Regions from separate parts of the Sus scrofa genome. Here region 2 is linked to region 1. The links are chromatin contacts, called in public HiChIP or PLAC-seq maps. All regions are on one chromosome and are shown on one strand. Each heading gives the region's core, a stretch centred on a gene start, on an enhancer-like site or on the middle of the called end of the contact. The rest is flanking DNA. Distances are from core to core; before and after follow the strand shown. Region 1 holds the start of ASF1B (anti-silencing function 1B histone chaperone). Region 2 holds the start of ZSWIM4 (zinc finger SWIM domain-containing protein 4).

Region 1 (6,274 bases), core at 2,394-4,893:
ACCCAATGAGCAAGGCCAGGGATCAAACCCACATCCTCGTGGATACATGCTGGATTTGTTCCTGCTGTGCCACAAGGGGAACTACCTGGATTCATTCTTTTAGAAAAATTTACTGAGTACTTCCTACATGTGAAGCTCTGTGCCAAACTCTGGAAATACACTACTGAAAGGTCAGCGTGAGACAAGAGAGATCCCGTCCCTAACCAACTTTCAATCTACTGTGAGATGATAAGAGATAATAAGCACAGTTGAAACCAACATATGGGGAGTTCTTGTTGTAGCTCGGGGGGGGGGGGGGGCCAACCCAACTAGTGACTATGAGGACACAGGTTTGATCCTTGACCTCGCTCAGTGGGTTAAGGGTCTGGCATTGCTGTGAGCTGTGGTGTAGGCTGCAGACATGGCTCAGATCCATTCCTTGGTATGGCTGTGGTGTGGGCCAAGAGCTGCAACTCTGATTTGGCCCCTGGTCTGGGAACTAGTGCGGCTCAAAAAAAAAAAAAACACACACACACATACGTACAGATTCTGCTAAGTGCTCCTAAGATAATAAGGCAGGCTTTTGTAATAAATGAAGGTCTACTTTAGGGTGGTCAGAGAAGGCTTTTTTGGGAGGGACATTTGAGGTAAACCATAAATGATGAAAATGAGACAGCCATGCAGTTATCTCAAGGAAGCACATTCCAGACAGAAGGAACAGCAAGTGCAAAGCCCTGCAGCAGAAATAAGTTTGGTGCTGAATGACCAGGAAATAAAGCCAGCAAAGCCTGAGAGTGGTGACGAGAGAGACTGGCAGATGAGGCTTGAGAGGTCAGCTGAGGCCACTGGGCAGGGCCTCCTAAGCCAGACAAAAGATCTTAAGTTTCATTCTAAGTATGATAAGCCTTTGAAGGTTTTAAGCAGGGTAATGACATGATCTGGTTTACAACTGAAGATTATTCAGTCAGCTGTAGGGAGAAGGCATTATAGACAGGGCCATTTTCTTCAGTAGTACCAGAGACATAATGCTCGTGGATGATGAGCTTTTCAGGGGCTAAGAAAAGGCTGGGGCCAGGGATAAAGAGAAAAAAGCTCCACAATGCAAAAAGAAAACTACAAAGTTGTAATGAATAAATGTTTAATTAAACATCTAGAAAACATAACATCATAACAACTTCATTCATCAAATTTCATATTCATAAGCAACCAAATTACATTTGGAAATAATTTGAAAATTAGATTTTCTCAAGTCACAAAAGTTCCCAAGTATGCCCAAAGACTGCCAAGAAATCACAGCCAATAATAATGTGAATTTTCTTGCAGCTAAATTGTTTCAATGGGGAAAAAGTCCTTGCAATGAAAAAAAAATTTTTTTTTGTTTTAACTTAATGTGAGGTGTAGATACAAATAAATGTCTAGCATCATGAGGCCACAGAGGAGCATGGATAAGAAAAGCTTGGGCTTGAAACAGTACTGTTCAGACTTACATTCTCTTGAGTTTGAACACTGTTCAGAGGACCCTTGGAAAGGTTTCAACTCAGAGAAGACATTTGAGCAGAGATCTGAATAACAAGAAGGCACCAGCCATGCCAAGAGCTGAAAAAGAGGTGGGAGAGTCATGTCAGATTTTTATGGAACAAAAAGAGGGTCAGTTTGGCTGGACTCAAGTTGCGGCTGGGTGGGTAGTAAGAAACAAAGCATGAAGAGTCTTGAAGACAGTACTCTCACACTGAAAACAGAAAACCATTCACATACTAAGCAGAGAGGTGACTGATCCAATTTATTTCAGACCTGCTGCTGTCCAATAACACAGTGGCCACAGAGGATCATGAACATCTGAAATGTGTTTAGTGCCACTGTGAAAAGGAACATTTCATATCACCTAACTTTCATCAACTAACATTTCAATTTAAAACCGACATGAGGAGTTTCCGTCGTGGCGCAGTGGTTAACGAATCCGACTAGTGAACCATGAAGTTGCGGGTTCGGTCCCTGCCCTTGCTCAGTGGGTTAACGAACGATCCGGCATTGCCGTGAGCTGTGGTGTAGGTTGCAGACACGGCTCAGATCCTGCGTTGCTGTGGCTCTGGCGTAGGCCGGTGGCTACAGCTCCGATTAGACCCCTAGCCTGGGAACCTCCATATACCGCGGGAGTGGCCCAAGAAATAGCAAAAAAAAAAGACAAAAAAAAAAAATACAATTAAAAAAATAAATAAAACCGACATGAGATCTAACTCATGGGAAACTTTTAAGCTTGCTGGGAACAGCGTGGGCATATGAGTCTACAATACAGCTGTAAATTTTATGAAATCTAAGCTAATTTTCAGTGAAAATGTAGCGTCCAGATCACAGACGTGTTGTTAAGTAAAATAAAGGATTTCAACAGCTTCGTGCTGAGTAACAAAATGTAAGCTACCTGTGTTGTATTTTTTAATACTGAACATATGCTGAAAAGGTGTTTCAGCTAAATTTTAATATATTTAAGAGTATGTTAAAATTAACTTTTTAAACTTTTTTAAAAAACGTGGTTAACTTCAGAAAAGTGTAAAACTAGGTGCGCTGTCACAGGTGGAAGCAGGGAGTGAGTGCGGATGTCCCTACAGTCTTCCAGACAGGGGGCGACGGCGCTCCAGCCCCAGTGTGGGAGTAAAGTTTCTAGATGTATTATGCAGTCATAAATCCTGCCAGTAAATTTTCATGACCCTGTTCAACGCGCGGGGAAGGGTGGCCTCGAGAGGTAAGTGGAAGAGGCCGGACTCGAACTCTCATTTACAGCGTGTCTACCTGAAACCTCCCCAGAGGCTCTCGAAGGGGAAAAAGCCGGATTCGAACCAAGCCCGACTCCCGCGACCCAGGCCCCCGTGAGCCCCGTTACTGTCACACCGTCTCCCTTCAGGGATGGGTTAAACGTTCACAACGTTCACAACGGACTCCCGGGCCGCTGGGCCTGAAGGGCCAGGAGACCCATAGAGAAACTTCCGGCAACGCTCACCTGCTGAGACTCCAGAGCCGCAAACGCTCTTCCTTTCTCTTCTTACACCCCGCTCAACAGCGCCGGCAGTCGACTTCCGCTCCACTCCTACGAATCCCCCACCGAGTCTTATTTCCTCCCGCCCCCCAAGGTCAACTCAGCCAATAAACTCTCAGAGAATCGGCTTTATTCCCGCCCCACCCCTGCCTGCCAATCACCGCAGGTCAAGCACCGCCCTTCCCGCACTTTAAGAGGGGATTTGGCGAGCGCCGCGCGCCACCAATTGACGGTTGGCGGCGCTGCCCGCGGCTGGAAGCACCTCCCGGAAGGGCGGGGCTAAGTCCGGACAGCGCTAGTGCGGGGACCCTCGGGATTGGCCAAGAAGAGCCCTGCGTTTTGACCCCGCCCACCCCGCCCTTGACATTCGAGTCGGAGACTCTAGGGATTGGTTCCCGGCGGACTCCCAAAGAAGCCAAGAGACTGTCCCGCCTCCCTCCCGCATCCAGAAGAGGGAGCTCCACCGATTGGTCTCGGGAGTCTCGGCGCTTGCCTACCGACGCTCCAGGATTGGCTGGGGGGGCGCTCGCGCCGCCAGGGAGCGTTGACGGTGATTGGCTGGAGGGTGGGGCCGGCTATTTGAAGGAGGCGCGCGAAGAAGATTAGCTCTTCAGACCGCGATCGGAGGAGGCGCGAGCAGTTTTGGGTAACGCTGTTCTGCTGACCTGACAAGACCCAAACGTAGTCTTGGCCCCAGCTCTGGCTTCAGCCTCGGCCCGACGAGGCAATGGCTAAGGTGTCGGTGCTGAACGTGGCTGTTCTGGAGAATCCGAGCCCTTTCCACAGCCCCTTCCGGTTCGAGATCAGCTTCGAGTGCAATGAGGCCCTGACGGACGGTGAGACTGGGCCTGCGTGGAGCGACCCCCCTCCCCTGGGCCGCCCCGACCCTCCCCTTGGAGACAACCCTGTGAAACACCCCCTCTCCCCCAAATCTGATTTCCCGTAAACCAACACCCACCCCCAGCCTTAACCTCCCCTTTGGGAAACTACCCCTTCACCGTACCCCTATGGTTACTCGCGTTTTCCCCCGTGAAAACCTCATTATCCCCCTCTTTTTCCTGTAGCTCTCCTCTTGGGTACCCGTTTTCTAGGTAGAGACCGTCAGCCACCCTGACTTTCCTGTAGCAAGAGACTGCCCCTACCTACCTACTATTTAGGGGCAAGCCGCCATTCCAGCCATTCAGTCCTCCCCACCAAAAGGCTGTCCCCTGTGGTGAGGCACTCCCATCTCACTTTTTTCCTATGGAAACCCCAACCTCCAGCCCCCTCGAATTTCTCCTATGGAAATCCAAGCCCCCTCCCAATTTCCCTATGGAAACCTCAGCACCCTCCCATTTTCCTTATGGAAACCCCAGCTCCCGCCCCTTTCCTATATGGCAACTTCAGCCCCCTGTTCCATTTTCCCAATGAAGACCCTCTCCCCCTGTGACAAGACCTCACTCACCCCCATCTTCCCATCTGTCTTCCCATAATCTCCTCCCTGCTTGCTGATGCTCTACCTGGGGAAGCATGGCCAAACAAGCATAAGTTGGTTCTTACCATTTGCCTGCCAGATTCCTGCTGACTTACTGTAGCAATTCTCCCCCACTTTTGATGGTCTGACCTAATCTGGAGGGTGGGTATGCCAGGCTGAGCCATGAAGGTATCTGGCTTCAATCAGCTCAGAGGTCACAACCTTTTGTGCATCTTTTTCAAGGCGCTTTTATAGATGTACTTATTCATCTGTGTGACAAAGGTGGACATGACTCTCATCTCACAGATGAGAGCATGGGATCCACAAAGAGTAAAACACCTTTTTTGTACTTCTATAAAAATCAAAAAAAAATCTAAGGTCATTCAGAGAGTTTTGGCACCACTTTCGGGAGAAAGTACTCCATTAGACCTCTTCTCCACTTAGTGGTTAAGAGGCAGCGGCTAAGGAGGTGGAGATCTGTGAGGCCAGGGTGTGCTAACTAGCACCTCTCAGTGGTAGGTGTGTGCTTTGCATGCAAATTAGCCACTTGGTCTAGCCTGGAGTTGATAACCCTTTTGATATATGTGTGTGTGTGTGCTTAGACTGGGCCAATGGATCAATCTTCCCTGTTTCTCTCCTTTCTAAATTAAGGAATCTACTTGTGACTATAGTATAAGCCCAGTTAAATCCTTTCTGGAACAAGACAGTGTAAATAAATAAAGTGAAGAATCACCCTGTGGAATAAGATTTCATTTTAAAGCTAGGAGGAGATGTAAGGAGCTAATAGGTTAAGGGATTCACAGAGCCAGATGGCAGAAGATTGAGTTTCAGTATGTCTGTTTGTGATCCTCGGGGTTAAACATGGTTGCATGGTCATTATCTAGTACATTTACTCCTACAAAGTTCCTCTCCTGTTACTTTACTAATCTGTTACTAGAATCAGCACAGGAAAGGCTAAAGTCAACCTGCTGATCATTATCTTTCTTTTTTTTTTTTCTTTTTTAGGACTGCACCCACAGCATATGAAGGTTCCTAAGCTATGGGTCAAATTGGAGCTACAGCTGCCGGCCTACACCACAGCCACAGCAACGATGGATCCAAGCCTCATCTGCGACCTACACCACAGCTCACGGCAACGCCAGATCCTTAACCCACTGAGCTCAGCCAGGGATCAAACCAGCAACCTCATGGTTACTAGTCAGCTTCATTAACCACTGAGCCACACTGGGATCCCCGGTCATTATCTTTTAATAGAGAGAAATGGAATGATTTCTCCAAGGTCACATAGCCAGTTTGTAGAATTATTGACACTAGGTCTTGTCTCTGAGTTCTTTGTCCAAAGTTCTTTATCTTTCTGTAACCAGGGAAAGGCCTCTCCTGTGGAATGTAAATAGGACTGACCATAGATTTTATTTCCACATGAAAACACTGTCAAAAGAGGGAAAGGTGGTGCTATTATTAATTATACCTGGACAGTGAAGCTTTTGCTCAGAGAAATTCCAGTTAGAAAACCTGGAAATGTAGAGTCTTTTGTTGTACCTCTAGGGCTATCCTTGACTCTGACCTGCCAACTTGCTTTCTGCCTCTTCCCACAGAGCAGAGAGAATTTGTTTCCTGCCTCCCAAACAGATGGAGTGGGTCTGGCTTTAGAATTCTCTCAGATCCTGGAGAAATCTCAGTCTTGTTTCCTAGTGACTTCAGATACTGGTAACTGAAGATTTGAACACTCAGCCCCCAGTCTGACCCATTTCTCAAGGGCTCTGAACCTCTTTTGCTCTCTCTTCTTCTTAGCATCTGGAAATAGATGTTTGCAA
Region 2 (6,277 bases), core at 61-2,560, 270 kb after region 1:
CCAACTCCTCGCTCATCATTCGTTTCATGAGCTGCCTGTCTTTTCGGAACAACCCATTCAGAGCGCTCAGCGAGCGGCGCTGTCAATCACCGGGCACCGAAGACCAATCACAGTGGGAGGACCCCCTGCAGGGCCGGCCTGAAGCGGAGTTTCGGGGCGGGTCCTGGGTTCATTCACAACATTCTTTCCCCGCCCCCCCGGGGCTGGACAGCGCTCCCCGGGCAGCTGGGGCTGAGCCCACACACGGCTTTGTTTACTGAGGGTCGCTTCCGGGCCCCGCGAGGGGACAATCAACACGGCTCGGCCCGGGAGCGAGACAGAGCGGCGGGATCCCCGGGACAGCGGCTCAGCCCCTCCTCCCCCTGGACTGTGTGAGGTTAAAAACTCAGGCTCTCTGGGCGCCAGGTCAAGTTTTGAGGCTTTGCGAGACTTGAGGGATCACATGCCCTTTGGCGGAGCTCTTGGAGGCCATAGATCCCTTCTCTAGAAATAGAGCCCAATTCAAGCCCGTCCTTGAGCCCCAAGTTAAGAATCCCCAATCCATTCTTTGCCCTAAATATTACGTTGAGTCATATGAAATTACTGATTTTTCAATCATTTTTGATACACTAAATGGCATTTTCATTAGGTTTAACGTAATAAATGTCAAAGCTGACCACTTCTAATTGCTTTTTTCTGATTCACCTTGTCTGGGTCATATCTCTGACCATGACATGGGTGGTGGTCATCATACCTTATCCCCAGCGCACTCCCCCTACAGTTCTCCCTCTCCAGGTCCTTAGAGAACCCAAAGTTTCCTTGCCACTCTTCTCTCCATTACCGTTATTTTTCTTTATTTTAGAAGTTGTTTATTTTCTGTCTCTCCCCTCTCCATGGTGAGCTTCAAGATGCCGTAGTTTGTCTAACTGGTGCACTGCTTTACCGCTATCACCTGATCAGCTCCGGCCATAGAGCAGTCAATCTATATATAAATTATTGACTGAACCAACTCCAGCTTTGCTCCCATTCCACTGAAATGTCTACAGAGCAGGAAAAACTCAAGTGGCCTGATTGCCACCCCCTGCCCCACCCCATATGGAAAATCTGGCTTTTTCCTTCCAGGAATTTCCAGTTTCACAGCTGCACTTTCTGGCCAGTTCCCAACTCCCTCCCACCTGCACTGTCCAGTATGGTCACCACTGGCTACAAGTGGTCTTTGAGTCCTTGAAATGGGGCTGACCTGAATTGGGCTCTGCTATAAATGTAAAACACATTGGATTTTGGAGACATAGTAGGCACAAAAGAAGGCAAAATATCTCATTAAGAATTTTTATTTTTTGGAGTTCCCGTCGTGGCGCAGTGGTTAACGAATCCGACTAGGAACCATGAGGTTGCAGGTTCGGTCCCTGCCCTTGCTCAGTGGGTTAACGATCCGGCGTTGCCGCGAGCTGTGGTATAGGTTGCAGAGGGGCCTCGGATCCCGTGTTGCTGTGGCTCTGGCGTAGGCCAGTGGCTACAGCTCCGATTTGACCCCTAGCCTGGGAACCTCCTTATGCCGTGAGAGCGGCCCAAAGAAATAGCAAAAAGGCAAAAAAAAAAAAAAAAAAAAAAAAAAAAGAATTTTTATTTTGGGAGTTCCCATTGTGGCACAGCGGAAACAAATCCAACTAGGAGACATGAGGTTTCTGGTTCGATCCCTGGCCTTGCTCAGTGGGTTAAGGATCCGGTGTTGCTGTGAGCTGTGTGTAGGTCGAAGATGCAGCTGGGATCTGGTGTTGCTGTGACTGTGGCGTCGGCCGGTGGCAACAGCTCTGATTAGACGGAGCTCTTGGAGGCCATAGAGAACCTCCATATGTCGCGGGTGCAGCCCTAGAAAAGACAAAGAGAAAGAAAGAAAAATGGGGATGGTTGTCTCCATTTCTCAGATGAGGAAACTGAGGCTTAGAGAGGTGGAGTCTTTGCCTAAGCTCACCCAGACTGGGAAACTTGAGACCTATTAGAACTTGTCCTTTCTTTACTTTTCTTTCTTTGTTTTTTAGGGCCACATCTGCGGCATGTGGAAGTTCCTGTTAGGGGTTGAATTGGAGCAGCGGCAGCTGAGGACCTACACTACAGCCACAGCAACACGAGCCAGGATCTGAGCTGCATTTGCAAACTACACACCAGCTTGCAGCAACGCAGGATCCTTAACCCACTGAGTGAGGCCAGAGATGGAACCCTCATCCTCATGGATACTAGTCAGGTTCTTAACCAGCTGAGCCACAACAGGAACTCCCTAGAGTGTGCCTTTCTTGCAAGGATTTGAAGCAAAGATAAACTTATGGGGAAGGAGGGATGGGTGGAGGGAGAATTTCAGCAAAACAAGTCTTGCAGGTGTTTCTCTGGCAAACAGGACCCAGGGTCTGGCTTTTCCAGGTGGGCTCCTTGAGCATCTAGTATGTGCCTGGTCCTTATCCCTGAGGATGCTTCAGTGGGTGTCCTGAAATGGTGAAGCAGAGAAGGCACTCCAGGCTGGTGGAACAGAGGGTGTTTAGGAGAAACAGAGAATGGATCATCACATAGTGAGGCTGTTTTCTTTTATTCTCTAACAGTAGATACTAATATTGTCATCATCCTCATATCATGGATGAGAAAACTGAGGCACAGAAAAGTCAGATGACTTTACCAAGGTCCGGGGCAGGAGAGGGTAGGGCCGGCATTCAAGCCCTGGTGGGCAGGCTGGTCTTGTCACCTTGGCTGGGGATCAAATGTGAAGTTTGGGAAATACCAAGATTCTATTCAGAGCCCCAGATTTTACAGAGGAGGGGAATGAGGTCCAGAGAGGGTCAGAGAGTTGCCCAAGGCCACACAGTGATCTCTGGAGAATGTGAGAAGTCAGCCCCCTGGGAAAATGGGGGTGCCTCCAGGATGAAGCCTCCAGGCCTATTTCAAGTCTGCCCTCCTCATAACAGTCCTTTTAAGAAAGAGAGGTTGAGAGGGAGATTCCAGCTACCCCACAAGTCCTCGCTGCTCAGTGCAGCCAGTTTGAGCTTCAGGGAAATGGAACCACATTTATCCGGCCCGCCGCCGTGAGCTCACTGTCTAGGCATCCACAGCTCCTGACCCCAAACCCACGTGTCCTTGAGACCCACGGGAAACGGGGAGACCCTGGAGACTCACATGATGGAGGACACAGCCCTCGGCTCTGTGGCCACCCTCTGCTAGCCCCCTGCAGCACCTCAATGCCCCTGTTGACTCAGGCAGGAAACCAGCCGGGGCAGTTTCGCTTCCTGGTCCCAACACAGCCCCTCTGGCCTGCCCAGCTGGCGAGATTTGTTTCTTATGTTTCTTTTCTTCCCTTCTGGAACACAAGTTCATGGGCAGAGTGTCAGGACCCTGCCAGGAAAAATGGGCATTCCGGGCAGAGGGGGAAGGAGAGGAAAAGGCTTGAGCAGGAATAATTGTGTCTGAAAAGCCACATTTAATGAATGTCCTAGCCCTGGCGGGGCGTGGGGAACAGGCTGGGGGGGAGGCCAGCCAGCCGAGTGGCTGGAACTGGGCTTCCCTCCTCACCCAGAACACAAAGGCAGCTGTCACAGCCTTCGGGCTGCCCAGCTTTCCACACTGAGGGAGGGGCATGAAGGTCCCCATTTAACAGATGGGGAAACTGAGGCTCAGAGAGGGCGTGGCTAAAGAGAACAAGAGATGGAGTGATTTCCCAAAGTCTGCAGCATAAGGGGAGATTTGTGGGCAGGTGGAAGGCCCCAACCTGGGAGGGAAAAGTCACCCAGGGCAGTGACAGGGGTAAAAACGAAGCTGTTTAGGGAGGCTGAAGGAGTGGGGTGAGGAAGGAACAGGTGAGTTGACATTCCAGATCTCATACCTGTCATGCCTGAATGCCGTTCCTCACCCCTGGGGTCCCCCTCAAAGGGACTGGCCTCAGAGGGACAAAGGGAGCCAGTTTACAGTTTACAGGAGTCCTTGGCCCGCCCCGGGGTGCCGACCTCTGCAGTGGGCTTGGCCTGGGTTTGAGGCGCCTCCTGGTGGTGGAGTGAAGCACCAGCTGGCACCCAGAGCCCAGCTGGTCCTAGCCCTCCCCCTGTGGAAATTGCAGATAGAAAGGTTAAAAGATAATTTTCAAAAGCGGGTGCAGTCAGGACTCTCACAGACAAATACAGAAGAACGCGTGTTAAGATGTTTTAATTGAACTCCTGTGGGAACCAGGCAGGTGTTATCCGAGGTTCAAAAGAGAGTCTGGAAAACGAGCACTTTTACAACAGATGAGACTATTCGAGTAAATAAGAGTAAATAAATGTGCGAATGGAGGCAAATTGGTTTTTCCACAGGGGAGGAGGGTTGTCAACGGAACCTTTCTAGATGGGCCGGAAGGATCCGATAAGAGTGGTTTTGTGTTGCTATCAGTTGCTTACAATTCAGGGGGCTGTAAAATAGTTCAAAGACGAAGTTATGAATCAGCTAACCGGAAGGGTGTGTTGTTAGAGATGATGTTTGAGTGGTCAGAACTGATTCACTGAGACGCAGAATGTTCCATGAAGAAAGAAGAAACAATTCCTTCCTTGAACAAACACCTGCTCATGGAGCAACTACTGCTTGCTGTTTCAGGTGCTGGAGAGGCAACAAAGATGCAAAGCAAAAAACGGACCAGAGTGGCACAGAGTGACCACTTCCAGGAGCAGGGGCTAGAGAGGAGTTCTCCGAGGTGACATCTGAGAGGGGGGAGGAACAGGAGGTGCAAAAGGCCAGGAGCAGGACAGGGGGGAGGGGAGGGTCTGGAGCGGGTGTCCTGGGGCTGATGTTTTCTGTTCTCCCCACTAGAATGTCAGTTCTTGGCTCTACCTAGCCCTGAGGTTGGCAGGCAGCAGGCACACAATAAATGCCCACTGTGCGAAGTGACTCCACATCAACGGGCAGAAGTCACTCGCTGCCTGTTTAGGGGAGAAATGGCTGTGAGGTGGGCAGAAAGCAGCAGGGCCCAGGAGGTTCCAGGTCCCAAAGGTGAGGCTCAAGGAAGGGTGTACAGGGGTGGGGGTGTGTGTCACAGAACCAAGGGGCAGCCAAGCTGTGCCGCTCCCCCCAGCCCCCTCCTCCCCCACAGAAACCCTGAGTGCTGGGCCCCAGGCAACTTCAAACTGTGAAGTCTGGCTGTCAAATTAGGGCTCTGCTGCCACAATTCCTGATTTTTTGAGATGTAAATGAGCATTTGTGTGTGTGTGTGTGTGTGTGAAATTACCCTGCCCGCCTTTTTTCCGGTGGTTAAAACTCACAGGGAAAATTCATCATTTAGAAGATACGTATGATTTAGTGGCATTTAGTACATTCATGTTTGCAACCATCACCTCTATCTAGCTGTGAAACCTTATCACCCCCAAAGACAACCCCATACCCATTAGCTGTCACTCCCCATTCCCCTCCCCCCCAGTCCCTGGCACCCCATAGAGAACCAGTCTCTAAGGATTCGCCTCTTCCAGACATTTCACGTAAATGGAATCACACATTGTGTGGCCTTTTGCGTCTGGCTTCTTTTGGAATGTTTTCGAGGTTTGCCCATGATATAGCCTGTATCAGGGCTTCCTTTTGTTTTATGGCCGAATTATATTCCGCTGTGTAGATAAACTACATTTTGTTTATCTAGTCACATTTTGGATGTGTGGGTTGTTGCTATCAGTGGAAGACTGTGACCAGCACCAGGGGAAACGTGTGGGTGTTGAGTCTGCGTTTGATCCCGGGCCTGTGTGCCTGGGAGGGGATGGTTGGGTCACATGGTAGCTCCAGGCTGAACTCACTGAGTTCCCACAATAGCTGGGCCCTGCTTTTCAGGAAAGTGTTGGTGGTTCAAAAATTTTTGAACACCACTGTGTGGGACCAGGCCAAGGAAGGATGGGCCACCTGGGGATCAGTCACCTGCCTCGGGGGAGCAGCCACCACACACCCACCTCCCCTCAGGCAGAGGCTTAGCATCACTCAGACTCTAGCCTGCTTGGTCCCTTGAGCTGTGACCTGCTCCCCGCCCCCAATCAGAGGCAGGTTCTCAGACCAGAGCTCTCAGCAGACTCCACAGGCACAGCAGATGACTCACGGGAGGTGGAGCCCAGGATGGAACAGGACAGAAGCTTGGTCTGTTAAGACAGGCAGCGGATGGGAGCTTCCACTGAGGCTCGGTAGTAACAAATCCAACCATATCCATGTGGACATGGGTTCCATCCCTAGCCTCGCTCAGTGGGTTAAGGATCCGGCATTGCCATGAGCTGTGATGTGGGTTGCTGATGTGGCTTGGATCCCACGTTGCTGTGGCTGTGGT

Evidence for each region. HiChIP or PLAC-seq counts read pairs in DNA pulled down with a chosen protein or histone mark.
Region 2: a contact with region 1 is called in an H3K27ac HiChIP or PLAC-seq map of alveolar macrophages. The contact joins the promoter of ZSWIM4 here to the promoter of ASF1B in region 1. A contact is called at or near these places in 2 of 5 promoter capture datasets (fetal skeletal muscle and liver), 2 of 47 Hi-C or Micro-C datasets (heart right ventricle and skeletal muscle) and 1 of 2 datasets of contacts at active chromatin or transcription factors (alveolar macrophages).

Annotation. Positions count from the first base shown.
Region 1 is chr2:65,059,543-65,065,816 of Sscrofa11.1, forward strand. ASF1B (anti-silencing function 1B histone chaperone) reads left to right here and starts at 3,644. Exons shown (of 4, transcript NM_001137625.1): 1 at 3,644-3,843. The coding sequence starts at 3,735.
Region 2 is chr2:65,335,655-65,341,931 of Sscrofa11.1, forward strand. It overlaps ZSWIM4 (zinc finger SWIM domain-containing protein 4), which reads right to left and starts at 1,311. Exons shown (of 14, transcript XM_005661247.3): 1 at 1-1,311.